Linked DNA regions of Mus musculus: regions 2 and 3 are each linked to region 1. A link is a contact called in public Hi-C and HiChIP or PLAC-seq data. All regions are on one chromosome and are shown on one strand. Each heading gives the region's core, a stretch centred on a gene start, on an enhancer-like site or on the middle of the called end of the contact. The rest is flanking DNA. Distances are from core to core; before and after follow the strand shown.

What was found. Hi-C and Micro-C count contacts between places; a contact is called where the count stands out from the background. HiChIP or PLAC-seq counts read pairs in DNA pulled down with a chosen protein or histone mark.
Region 2: an H3K27ac HiChIP or PLAC-seq map of embryonic stem cells shows a contact between it and region 1, with 11 read pairs. The contact joins two enhancer-like sites. A contact is called at or near these places in 1 of 39 promoter capture datasets (embryonic stem cells), 2 of 484 Hi-C or Micro-C datasets (both in embryonic stem cells), 10 of 115 datasets of contacts at active chromatin or transcription factors (embryonic basal ganglia, embryonic stem cells, epiblast stem cells and 1 more) and 1 of 9 other capture datasets (embryonic stem cells).
Region 3: a contact with region 1 is called in a Hi-C map of the N1E-115 cell line, with 1.8 times the contacts expected there. The contact joins two enhancer-like sites. A contact is called at or near these places in 3 of 39 promoter capture datasets (embryonic stem cells and stem cell-derived epiblast-like cells), 22 of 484 Hi-C or Micro-C datasets (the N1E-115 cell line, cerebral cortex, cortical neurons and 3 more), 15 of 115 datasets of contacts at active chromatin or transcription factors (embryonic stem cells, epiblast stem cells, oligodendrocyte precursor cells and 2 more) and 1 of 9 other capture datasets (embryonic stem cells).

Annotation. Positions count from the first base shown.
Region 1 is chr17:66,477,470-66,481,674 of GRCm38.p6, forward strand. No RefSeq gene overlaps it. Among named protein-coding and RNA genes, the nearest start is that of Gm41608, 27 kb to the right of the region's middle. RefSeq lists an enhancer at 927-4,205. Within about 2 kb of position 2,037, at least 124 of the 459 cell types and tissues checked have an H3K27ac peak or open chromatin away from gene starts, as enhancers often do. A contact at or near this core is called in the N1E-115 cell line, cerebral cortex, cortical neurons and 1 more, where this site is marked.
Region 2 is chr17:66,298,972-66,303,176 of GRCm38.p6, forward strand. No RefSeq gene overlaps it. Among named protein-coding and RNA genes, the nearest start is that of Gm20742, 110 kb to the left of the region's middle. Within about 2 kb of position 2,395, at least 10 of the 459 cell types and tissues checked have an H3K27ac peak or open chromatin away from gene starts, as enhancers often do. A contact at or near this core is called in embryonic stem cells, where this site is marked.
Region 3 is chr17:66,323,770-66,327,974 of GRCm38.p6, forward strand. No RefSeq gene overlaps it. Among named protein-coding and RNA genes, the nearest start is that of Mtcl1, 120 kb to the right of the region's middle. Within about 2 kb of position 2,057, at least 58 of the 459 cell types and tissues checked have an H3K27ac peak or open chromatin away from gene starts, as enhancers often do. A contact at or near this core is called in the N1E-115 cell line, cerebral cortex and cortical neurons, where this site is marked.

The DNA.
Region 1 (4,205 bases), core at 787-3,286:
CTTCTGCTTTATTCTGGCGTGGCACTGTTCCCCATTTCCAGCTTGTAGCTGTTTTGGGTTAATTTCCTACTGCTGTGACAAAACACCATGACCAGAAGAAAGAATAAAAAAAGCTGTGTGGTGGTAGCACATGCCTTTAATGCCAACAGGAGGTGTGTGTGTGTGTGTGTGTGTGTGTGTGTGTGTGTCTGTCTGTCTGTCTGTCTGTCTGTCTGTCTGTCTGAGTTTGAGACCAGCCTGGTCTCATACATGTCCTGAATCAAGTCCCAAGACAGGCAGTGCTACACAGAGAAACTCTACCCTGAAAAAAAACCCAGAGTTAGCCGGGCGTGGTGGCGCACACCTTTAATCCCAGCACTCGGGAGGCAGAGGCAGGCGGATTTCTGAGTTTGAGGCCAGCCTGGTCTACACAGTGAGTTCCAGGATAGCCAGGGCTATACAGAGAAACCCTGTCTCTAAGAAAACAAAAACAAAAACAAAAACACAGAGTTGCCTTTCTTGCAGAAGCAATGCTCCAGAGTCCTGTTCACACCATGGGATGCTTGGTGGCCATTTCAAGGTGAAATGGCTTACCTCCTGAATTTGGAATTTTTTTTCAAATTTCCTTTCCCATTTTATAAAGAGAAAATAGCTACTTACAGGAGGAAAATGAAGGGTTAAAATATTTTATAATGAAGTATTTTCTCAATCAAATAAAATGGGGTCAACTACCAACTTGAATGTTTCACATCTTATCTTACGTTGCTTGAGAGACTTGTACCACTCCCATTTCTCATTTATAAGTGCAAAAACCTCACTCTTTTCTCCACATTATTCAAGCTGAGAAGTCTATCACTACTAGCACTTGCCACATTTACAAACGTAAACCACCCAAAGATGAAGATCAATTTAGCTGATGAAAACTTAGAGCAGGATACTTTGGCTCACACAGAACCAGTGTGTGCACGGTAATCTTTTTCCTACGGTGGATTACAGAGGCCACATGTCATCATCTATCTGCAGACTAGAAATAGACTGTTTCATTGCATTCTACCCAGAGAGCGGGTGTCGCTGGCAGGCCCTCAAAGTAGCTAAGAGTGAGTCTAGCTCTTGCAGAAGACCTAAGGGAGGACCCTAGCCCATCACATGAGGTGACTCCCAATCACTTATGACTCCAGTGTCAGGACATCTGCCACCCTCCGGTCTGCACAGGCACCTTCATGAAATGGTACACATAAAATTCACACAGATGCATGCACATACACGTTAGTAAAAATACATAAATCTTTTAAAACATGACTGTGTTTAAAAAAAAAAATCGTGTGATACATACATGCCCATGCACAATTATTGTTTGTCAATTAAAAGAAGAGACGGGTATGGTGGTATGCGTGTATGCCTGTCTGTTTGAGTATGTCTGTGTATGTGAGTACAGGTGCCAATCAGAGGCCAGAAGGGTCAGATCCTTTGGAGATGGAGTTATATCGGTGGTTGTGAGCTGCCTGACATGGGTGCTGGGGACTGAGTCAGGCTCTCTGTAGGGCAATCGCTTCCCTTAACCGCCGTGCCCTTTCCAGCCTCTAGTGATTATCAATGAAAGCCCTTTGGAGACCAGCAGGCTCTGGAAAAAGCTTTCCCTGATATCCCTTAACCTGCCTCAATATTGGACCATCAAAAAAGGAAAACCATTGCATTCGTCTCCTTTCTGAGGCTTGGCGGAACTGACGCCCAGCCGGCTCTGTTCCAAGCTGTCCTCTGGACTCATTCTCTCCTCCTCCGTATCGCTTGTACCCCCCTGTCCCCTCTAAAACAGTGTATAGAGACCTCAGGCCTCAGCGCTCCTGGTACCACCGACCTCCTTCCCTCACAAAGACAAGAGGGCAGGGAAGCGTGGATCAGCTCTCCAAACCACACTCCTAGAGGACAGGTGACAGAGGGAGAGCATGACAGACAGTGGAGAAAGGAGGAAAGCAAGACTAGCGTGCCTCAGCCCACGCATGCTCCGAGGAGCTGTGCTCGCCCGCTTAGGCAGCCTCAGCGCACGCATGCTCCGAGGAGCTGTACGAACCCACCAGGCTGCATGTAGGTTGTGGGCCAAGACTGTATGAGAGTCTCTGAAGGGAGTTTCCATTCTGCTGGTTAGAAGCCATGGATCCTAGATAAGTCACTTTCCCTCTATCTTGGAGTCCCTGGTTCAGACATCAGGTGACCAAAATCCGCTTGTTTCGCAAGCTCCTTTGAGAATAAATTCATCCAAAACGGGGAGTTGTGACAGAAGCCTGTAAATTCAGCACTTGGAAGCGGGGGTGGGGGGTTAGGAGGGTGGGGGAAGATAGGCCGTTCAAGGTCATCCTTAACCAAGAAGTGGGGGAAGAAACAGAAAGGAAGACAGAATAGGCAGCTATTGATATGGAAATCCAGTACGGCACACAGCACCCTTTGCCACAGCCTCCACCTCCGACCCTGCGCTTTGCATACAGCTGGAGCCTTCCCTCTGAAGTCACTGAGCCTACGGGTGTCTAGAGGGACAAAGAAAGGCGCGGCTGTTGCGGGAGCTGTAGAATAAAGGTTTAGCCCGGACCCCTATTGTCCTGCCTTCTTACTCTTGTTTTCACATTTCAATTAGCAAAGCTGAACTGGGAGGCCAACTCTTTGTTTTCGTCGTAGCCTAACTCAAATTCAACGCTAACCTGAAGAATCTGTGGTACGGCGATAAAAATAAAGTGGTCAAATCGGAGGTTGTCAGTCACAAACCAAAAGGGCCTACGCAAAGTCATAATCCTAAGGAGGGCATTTTAGGATGACTTTCAAAACAAAGTTAGCCTCTTTTTTGGGAGGGGGTTGTGTGTGTGTCTGGGCGGGTTCTTCTCGGCTTAAACAGGCTCCTCCTGGGCAGAAGTTACTGTGGCTTGGAGAGCCCAGTATTGCCTATCTGATGGGTCCCAGGGCCTCCCCGCCCTGGTTCAACGTGATCCGATTAGCTGGCAGTCTCCGGAGGTCAGGAGCCCAGCTGCAAGTGCAAATTGGTCTTGGGAAAGGGTGTGGCTTCCAGTCTCTGCTAGTCTCCCCCACATCAGCAGGGCTGCTTTCCTTGGTAAAATTCAGGAGGACTGGAGGAGGAGAGAATTTTTATCGAGTCCTTAGCATTGAGGCGACCCTGTGCACTGGTACAGGCTGACCTCCCCTCATCAGCGCAGATGGCCTGCAGCCAGTGTGACCAGCCCCCAGCCTCCCGTTCCCTCATAGATTGCTCAGTGCCACTGATCCACCCGCGACTGTCGCTGTTTATGATTTAATTTATACTAATAGGTTAAAGCGTAGCTGTGACATTTGTCATTTTGTATGGGAGCAACATGCTTCTGTAAGGCAATTAACGCTAAATGCTCACTACAGTACGGTAGTGACGCTTGTCTGTGTGAATTGTTATTGAAGTACGCCAAGGCAGATTTCCCAAACAGTAAGCGTACACTGCCGATTTAAATTGATCCTTGTACCCACAAAGTCACATTACTGCACACGGAATTTCCTTTCTTGCTTGCTTCCCTCCTTGGCAGACACAATTGATCACCAGTCACCATCCATTCAGACACTCATTTACACCTTCAGGACACACCTGCCATCAGGCCCATCCCCAAGTGTCTTAGGAGTAATTACATCACACACCAACCGCCAGGCTGAGAGGCAGGGGAATCTCATGAATGTGAACAGAATGTGTTTATAAAAAGATAAAGGGGGGGGGGGCAGTATGTTTTATGGAGGTGTAGTCAGGTATGGGGAAAGGAGGTGCCTTGGCGGCCCATGCTGAGGCATCCCTTCCCCCTGAGGGACCAGCACATGACGGGATAGTATAGAATAGAGTTTATTAAGGACATGGGGAAGGGAGTTAAGAGGGTAGTAGAGGCAGCAAAAGGAAGAGGAGAGGAGAGGGAAAGGTGGGGGGAGAAGTAGAGGCCGGCCATAAGCAATGAGTACATGGAGACATGGGGATGGAGGGGGGGCAGGGAATGGGGAGAAAGAAGGCAAGAAAGCAACAGAGTGAGGAGGGGCCAAGTGGCCCCTTTTATAGTGAGTCAGGCATACTTAGCGATTGCTAGGTAACTGTGGGGCGGAGCTTAGACTGAATGCTAACAGTCTACACTTCTGTTTTTTGTTTGTTTGTTTGTTTTCGAGACAGGGTTTCTCTGTATAGCCCTGGCTGTCCTGGAACTCACTTTGTAGACCAGGCT
Region 2 (4,205 bases), core at 1,145-3,644, 180 kb before region 1:
GGAATCTGAAGTCATTAGCCCTCTAGGATGGAGACATTCGTAGATAAGTGGTATTGGCAGAACTGAGTTCCCGAAATTCATACATTAGGTTTTAGCCTCTAGTACTTCTGAGCATGACTATGTGTGTATTGCAAGGAGTAATTATGTTAAAGTGAGAGTCATTGGTACAAACTACGGTTTAGTAAAACTGTCCTGAAGGACAGATGACATGAGGAGACTGTGAGAAAATGGCCAGCAGCAAGCTACAAAGGGAACCTTAATCCTGCCTTCTAACTTGCAGAACTGAAAAATCTGCCTAGTCTTTGCTTCTTGGTTCTGGTAGCCCTAGCAAACCAATTCAAAGACTTTGTCAATTTTACAAATCACAAAATCATCTGAGGCAGTTCAGGCAAGGCCAGGCAGCAAAGCCAGGCAGAATCCTTGACTGGGAGGGGTAGGGCACCATCCCCTGCCTGGCTCTGCTCCTAAGTGCTTTGTGGCCAGTACTCTAAGCATCCACAGGATGTATGAGATCACTTTTAAGGAGCCAGACGGAAAGGCAGTGTATCAGAACTAAAAGCAGCCCAGAGCCCAGCACATATAAACCCACCTCCCACCACCTGTGATTCAACCACAGGAAATCCATCACCTTTCTGGGTTGTGAAGCAATGATAATGAAGCCATTTTCTGGGCTTCTTTGAGGAGTGCTTGGAAAATGGCATTTCAAAGAGTGCAAAATGAGCTGAGCTTGGTGAGGTAGCCCTCTAACTCCAAATGCTCACTCTGAAGGCCGGTATGGAAGGATCACAACTCTGAGGCCAGCCTGTCTTAAAATCAAAGGAAGAGAAGCATAGAGAGGAGGCTGGGAGTATGGCTCCTACCCAGGTGTGTGTGTGTGTGTGTGTGCGCGCGCACACACACACACACTTATGCACACACACACACACAGGACCTGGCACTAACTCACTCCCCTTTTTCTTCCCTGAAGAAGGTAAGAATTCATTCACTGCAGGTAGCCCCGGGGCCACGTACTTGGTACTGAGACCCTCAGATCTTGGTTTACAGTTTCTGAGTAATAATTTAGCATTTACATGGTCTGGTCCTCCTTCGGTCCCCTACTTCCAAGGGTGCACCCCTTCCAACAAGACCACACCCCCTCAACAAGGCCACACCTCCGGCCATAAGGCCACACTTTCTCCCACAAGGCTACAAGTTCATAATCCTTCCTTCACAACCCACCAAGTGGGAATCAAACATTCAAATATGTGACCTACATTCAAACAACCACACAGCCCAAGCTGCCCTCTCAACTAAGGTGTAGTGGTTTGAAGGAGCATGTCTCCCATGGGCTCACATGTTTGGATGCTTGGTCCCCATTGAGTAAAACTGTTCAAGAGGGATTAGGAGATGTGGTCTTGCTGGAGGAGGTGTATCACTGGGGTGGGCTTGAGGTTCAAAAAAAAAATCCCATGCTATTTCTTAGTTTGCTCTGCCTCCTACCTATGGTTCCTGACGTGAGCTGTCAGCTACTGCTTCGGTTCCTTGCTTGCTCGCCTGCTGTCATGTTCCCTGCTATGAGGGTCATAAACTCTAATGCTCTGAAACTATATTCCCTAACTAAATTCTTTCCTCTGTTAAGTTGCCTTGGTCTGGTATCTTTTCGTAGCCATAGAAAAGTAACTTAGACGTCAGGGACGTTCCCAATTTTCCTGAGTGCAGGGCTTTGAAGTCTTCAGCAGCTGCCAGCACAGAAACTCTGCTGAGTGACAGAGTCTCAACAGAAGAGTGTATTATGTATAACTTTACATATAGAAAGTTCAAGAAGCTGGGCATGGTGGTGCATGCCTTTAATCCCAACACTTGGGAGGCAGAGGCAGGCGTATTTCTGAGTTCGAGGCCAGCCTGGTCTACAAAGTGAGTTCCAGGACAGCCAGGGCGAAACCCTGTCTCAAAAAACCAAATAAATAAATAAATAAATTTTAAAAAAGAAAGAAAAAGAAAGTTCAAGAAAAGACAAAACCAGTCTTCAGCGGTAGAAACCAGAACAGTAGTTGTCTACTAAAGAGGCAAGCTGATTAGCAGGAGAAGATAGTCCAGTGTGCAGCAGAAGACAAGAAAACTTGGTAAATAAATGAAGAAGAAGGAGAAGCAGCCTGTGCCAGGTCATCCTGATTTTACTGGTAAGCAACTGAGGGATATTTAAGGACCTGGAGAAAGACTAGAAGGTGGTGGGTGCTTAGCCTATTTGGGGAGTGTGAGCTTTTTTGTTTCAGATAGGTTCCACACAGATCTCTGACTGGCTATTCGTGTTGGGATCACATGGACTGCCCTGCCAAGCCCAGGTAGTATTTTGTTTTTATTGGGGGCAGGGGTGTTTCACAGCTGTCACCTGGCACCGGAAGAGTGACTCTTTGAAAAGCCCTGGTATCCTCTGGGAGTTGGTCAGAAAGGTGGGGTTGGAATCTGCTAGGTTTCCGGGCCATTCTTAGGCACATCAAAGCTAAAAAAAAAAAAAAAAAAAAAAAAGTCAGCTCAAAAGCAAGCTGGGGGTCCTGCTTGTGGGCGGGGCTTCTGAATCAGTCCTTTGCAGTAACACCCCACCCCCAGCAACTCAGATAGGATGTGTGCATAATGGGTCTTTGTGGTGCTGTTGGACCTCCCTGGAAAGACCGGAAGCCATAAAAGAAAGTGAGAAAGAAGGAATGAGAGGAACCCTCACTGCCTGAGCACTATTGCTTTCCTACTTCCCATTAGCAACTCCCTCGGAAGGCCTCTGTGGGCTGGTAATGGCAGAATCTATACTCCTGTGCTACAGTAAGAGAGTAGAGGCCAAGATCTTTCCCTATGAATAATTGATCATCCCCGCCATTAGAGCTGGAAGACTTGTCAACACGACTGAATCCTTTAGAATGTTGTAATCCGCTCTGTCCTTTCATGGCTTTATGGGGTGAGGGCTAAAATCTCCTTTAGCCTGAAGGGACTGTGAACTCTGCCGCTCAGGGTCTCCATGTGGCTAGCCTTGCCAATGACACAAAGCAAGGTACATGGAGAACGTGGACTACTTGCTCTATCCCTGGCCCAGCGTCGTTGGGAGTCTTATATCACCTTCCCCAAAAGGGATGGAGAAGCCGAGCATGATGGGAGCCCCTGGAATCCCAGCACTGAAGCAGGAACCAAGAGATTGAAGAGACAAAAGCCGGAGAATCACGAGGTAAAGGCCCACAGGAGATCCTACCTTAGAGCAACAACAATAAGCCAAGACCAACAGTGATGAAGAACTGGAATCAGCTAGCAAGAATGACATAGGAGTGGACCAGAGAACCAAGTGGGGGGACCTGTAGCTCTTGGCTCCCCTGCTTCACTCTCCTGATGCTGAAATTACAGGCGTACACCATCCCACCTGGCCACATTTAGTTATTGGGAGATGCTTATATTTTTTAATTTTTATTTTCTGGAGGTAAAATTTGAAGTCAACAAAATGCTCAAATCCTTAAGAATGTGTTTTGTTGAGTTTTTATGACTGCCTATATCCACATGGTTCAAACCTGTATCAGACTAGTGAATATTACTTTGCAGCCAGGCGATGGTAGCACAGGAGGCAGAGGCAGGAGGATCTACATGAGTTCAAGACCAGCCTGGTCTACAGAGCGAGTTCCTGGACAGCCAGAGATATGCAGAGAAAACCCTGTCTTGAAACACACACACACACACACACACACACACTCACACACACACACACACACACACATACACACACAGATACACATTGTATATATGGGTATATACTATGTATACATATTATACTATAAATATACACACATACATATATACACATTGTATAATACTATATATATATTCCCTTATACCCTGTCTTAGTCAGGGTCTCTATTCCTGCACAAACATCATGACCAAGAAGCAAGTTGGGGAGGAAAGGGTTTATTTGGCTTACACTTCCATGCTGCTGTTCATCACCAAAGGAAGTCAGGACTGGAACTCAGGCAGGTCAGGAAGCAGGAGCTGATGCAGAGGCCATGGAGGGATGTTCTTTACTGGCTTGCCTCACCTGGCTTGCTCAGCCTGCTCTCTTATAGAACCCAAGACTACCAGCCCAGAGATGGTCCCACCCACAAGAGGCCTTTCCCCCTTGATCACTAATTGAGAAAATGCCTTACAGTTGGATCTCATGGAGGCATTTCCTCAAATGAAGCTCCTTTCTCTATGATAAC
Region 3 (4,205 bases), core at 807-3,306, 150 kb before region 1:
GACTGCCCAGATGTGGAGTAGATGCAAGATTCCCAGGAAGAGTCAGTGGCTGTGTGGTCAGAAGTTGCAAGAGAAGTTGAATGCGGATACATTGTGTCTTCTCTGACAGGCTATTACTAGAGGCTCGCACAGGCTGTGCTTGTGGCCCACTCTCTTACACTAAGTACATATGAGACAGAGCATATGAAGTCGGTGATATGGCTCCTTCCCAGGTGTCTTGGTGCCTATGGCTCCTTCCCAGGTATCTTGGTGCCTCTGCACTCGGGAGCCTTCTTGTCAGGAGAAAAAAGCCATCCAGGGCTGATTGTTTTGACAAAGCCACCTGGCCAGAGTGACTCCCTTATGAATGGCCTTGGCCTCCTGGAGATAAGAGGAGGCCACTTTAGCACATTCTTGACAGACAGGAAAGAGGCGCTCTACCTGGAAAATGTCAGCTCAGTGACTTTCTTGGTCCTAAGCTGTAACAGGTCCCTTGGCACCCTGCATTCAGGTAGCAACCCTGGTCAAGATGAGAGTAGAGGCCCAATCCATTCAAGTCCACAGTTCTGGTGACATCTTTAAACATATTAACCTTGCTTTTGGCTTCTGTAGTTCTGTTTCTGGCTAACTGTTCTTGCTAACTGAGGAATGTCAACCCAGGAAGTGAGTTTTGTGCTTAAAAGCTCACCCTGAGAAAGGCTCTGAACAGGACTTGCATCCCAAACACCCAGTGTAGTTACTGTCCACAAAATAAGGATTATCTATTAGTTTAATCCAATGTCTGAGTGGTTTTCTCTGGTGGATGCTTCACAATAAAACCACTGCAGATCCTGGCTGAGTTTGTCTTCATGGTCCACCACAGTACTGGGTCACAGCTTGAGGCCATGTCAACAGAGCTTGCAACACGGGTACTAGCATCTTCAAATTCTATCACACACACACACACACACACACACACACACACACCTAAGTAAGAGTGGATTCTATAGCAAATGACAAGCTGCACGGTTTAGGGGTTGGTGATGAAGCCGAAAGCTACATAGGAATCAGAACTTGCTTTCTTCTGATTTCTGTCACGTGTCTAGCCCACAGCATACCACCCAGAACAGGGTAGAGCTAAAGTACTTGATGAGTGGTTGTATAACAGGGCTACTACAGGCTCTGGGGTGGACTTCTTCTCTTTAAGATGGAAGGAGGTATCAGGTCCTAGGGACTCCAGCCATGAACCCTGGCATGCTACCATTTAGGCAACATCACATGAACAGGATGACAGAGAATCACCGCCTAGACCCAAATTGTCACCACTGAGCCCCCAGAGTTTTCACCTGCATCCCTGGCTCCCCTTTCCCAGTCTACAGTAACCACCATTTCTGCATAGCTCAGCATCTGAGGGTCCATGTGAGAGCAAGGTCATGTGCTTTTTGTCTTCCAGTGCCTCTCTAACTCTGTGAGGATTCCCGGGTTAGTCCACATTGTCAAACGGGATGGGATAGCCTGTTTTACATCTTCCTTACATTGCAATGTACTACCCCACCCTCTCACCCCACCCCGGTGCTACCAGAAACATCACATATAAGAACACTGGGTACACCTAAAGTTTCGGGAGGGTCTGTTGAATTTGTGAGAGCTCTGTTTGGTGGGCAGACTAACTCCCCCTTTGCCTTAAGGGCTCAGGGTACAGAGTGCCTGCAGAGACATGGTTCATCAGTTCATAATTCCCGTGTGGATGGCAAAGTACCTCACCCTCCTTTCACTGTCTGTGACACAGCATTATGCCGGTGGAGGCTGGAAATAGAAACCAGCCTCTACAGGCCAGGGTGCCTGCTGGGACTGCCACCTGCCCTGACGTGCACCCAGCAATTCCTCCCAGATCTCTCACTGAAGCCAAGGTAGGGGTTCTGACGCACATGCCTCCGGGCTGCAGCTTATCTCCCAGCTAATGCGGGATTTAAACCCCGTTTTGCCTTCGATGAGATGCCAGTGTGATGGATAATCATCTGCCGGCTGCTGGGAAGAGTGACATCCGCATCTGTGTTGCTAGGCAACAAGATGCTCCCCTTCCTGTGCATCACTGGGTGGCTCTGAGCATCACTGACTTCCCTGTCAGCAGCATCCCACATCTGATGCTGTGCTCAGGAGCCTCCAGCTAGCTGCCGTGCCTTGACCAACAGGGATGCACTTGGCTGCCTGTCTGATCTCATGGACAAGAGTTAACATGGATTGAATCTTGAAACTGGTCCTTGGATACTTTATGGGCCACTGATGTCCTTGTTACAGGGAACTGAATTTCATTTCTAAAACGATCTGCTTGGTTCTGACTCCTCCCCTAAGTGGGTCAGGGTAATTTTAGACAAGATCTTTAGAGGCTCTAAGAATTCAATTCGATTTGGAATTGACTTTTAAGGACATAGTGTTCTCACGGGAAGATGCCCCCAACATGTTATTTTGAGCTCTTGAGTTAACTAGCTGTGCTCTGGGACTGTCCTCCTTCAGGTTCTCAGCAGTGCCAGTAAGTGGAAGCAGCCCCTTCCATGGCCAGTAGATCGGAAACATTTCCTGGACAGAAATCCAATCGCTCTGTGTCCTCTGAGAACTCTGGTGGGAGGCGTACCAACTCTGCAAGCTCATCCATCCCTGACCCCTGCAGGACAGACTCTGCCTCAGCAAGGCTGCGGGGGCCCCAGAATTCCTATATGGAATTCAGGGATTTGTTCTAATTTAAGAGGGATTAGGAAAGTCCTGGAGATGGAGGTCTCACTTTACCTAGCAACCAAATGCAGGAGAGATGGGATGACAGCCACCTACATGGGGACCACCTACCAAACCCAGTGGTTTTTCCCTTGCCCAAAGTCAGGGTCTCAACTGTCTCACCAGGTTCCTGGGTGACAGACTGACGGCCCACTGCTAGTGGTGAATACATGTTTTAAGTAAACAATGGGAAGCTATGGTTCTGCTGAAGGTGCAGGGCACCCTGGCCCTAAGGATACACACTCCGTTTTATGCTGAGTCAGAGAGACAACCTTTAAGGCATATGCTGCAGTTGGGGGTCTGATGGTCCCTCCAAAGCCCCTGTGATGCAGACCTCCTGGCCAGCAGGTGGCACTAGTGAGAGATGGTGGGAGCTTGGGCAGGTGGGAGGAAGTTAGGTCACTGGGGCTGAACAGGTCCAGTGAGTTACTGGACCTTATTCCTTCCTTCCAGCCATAATGCAGGCAAAGCTCTCCTGTGCACTCTGGCCATGATGTGTTGTTCCACGACCAGTGCTAAGCGACGGGCAAGCATGGACTAGAGAGTCTCTGAAATCAGGAGTCTAATCAATATTTCCTCTGTGTCACTGACTGTCTTGGGTGTTTTCATCTGGGACAGAAAGCTGGTGGTGTGGAAGTGCCTTGGGCAATTACCTCTCCATAACCATTCGGCAGGTGTAAACACTGAGTTTGTGCAACCTTCTCCACTAAGAGTGCTCTAAGGTTTAACAGGCTATGATCCCTTGAGAAATGGCTCCCATGGCAATTAAAGAAACAAGCATCATTAGCTATTGTTTTTCTGGGAAATAAAGAAAGGGGATTTTAGTCAAAGAGGTCATTTGTGGCCCTTTTGCAACCCTGAGAGAGATGAAGTGAAGTCAATGAAATTCAAGGCAGGTCTTAAGTCTATGCAGCTGTAGAGGAACCAGAAAGTCCTCAGATTCACACAGTAGCTTCAATGTGTCTCTTAGTGGGGCCAGTTCAACTGCTAGGGACAGTGTGCACTGGTTGTCCCTTCTTGGAGGAGGGAGGGTTAGTTTGCTAGAGCCAGAAACATCTCAGTGGTTAGTATAAACTCAGTGTGACTTCTGGCTCTGCCCATTATAACTGAATGTGGTGGCTGGTTTTACATCCACTTGACAAAAGTTAGAGTCAGTAGAGAGGACGGAGCCTCAGTAGAGGCAATGTCTCTGTAAGATCAGGATGCAGGCTAGCCTATAGAATATTTTCTTAATGTCGGAGGGCCCAGCTCACTGTGGGTGGTGCCATCCCTGGGCTGGTGGTCTTGGGTTCTATAAGAAAGCAGGCTGAGCAAGCCAGGAGGAGCAAACAAGTAAGCAGCATCCCTCCATGTCTTCTGTGTCAGTTCCTGCCTTCAGGTTCCTTTCCCGACTTCCTTTAATAATGGATTACAATGTGGAAGTGTAAGCCAAATAACAACCCCCCGCCCCCACCCTGTCCAGGTTGCCTTGGTTGTCA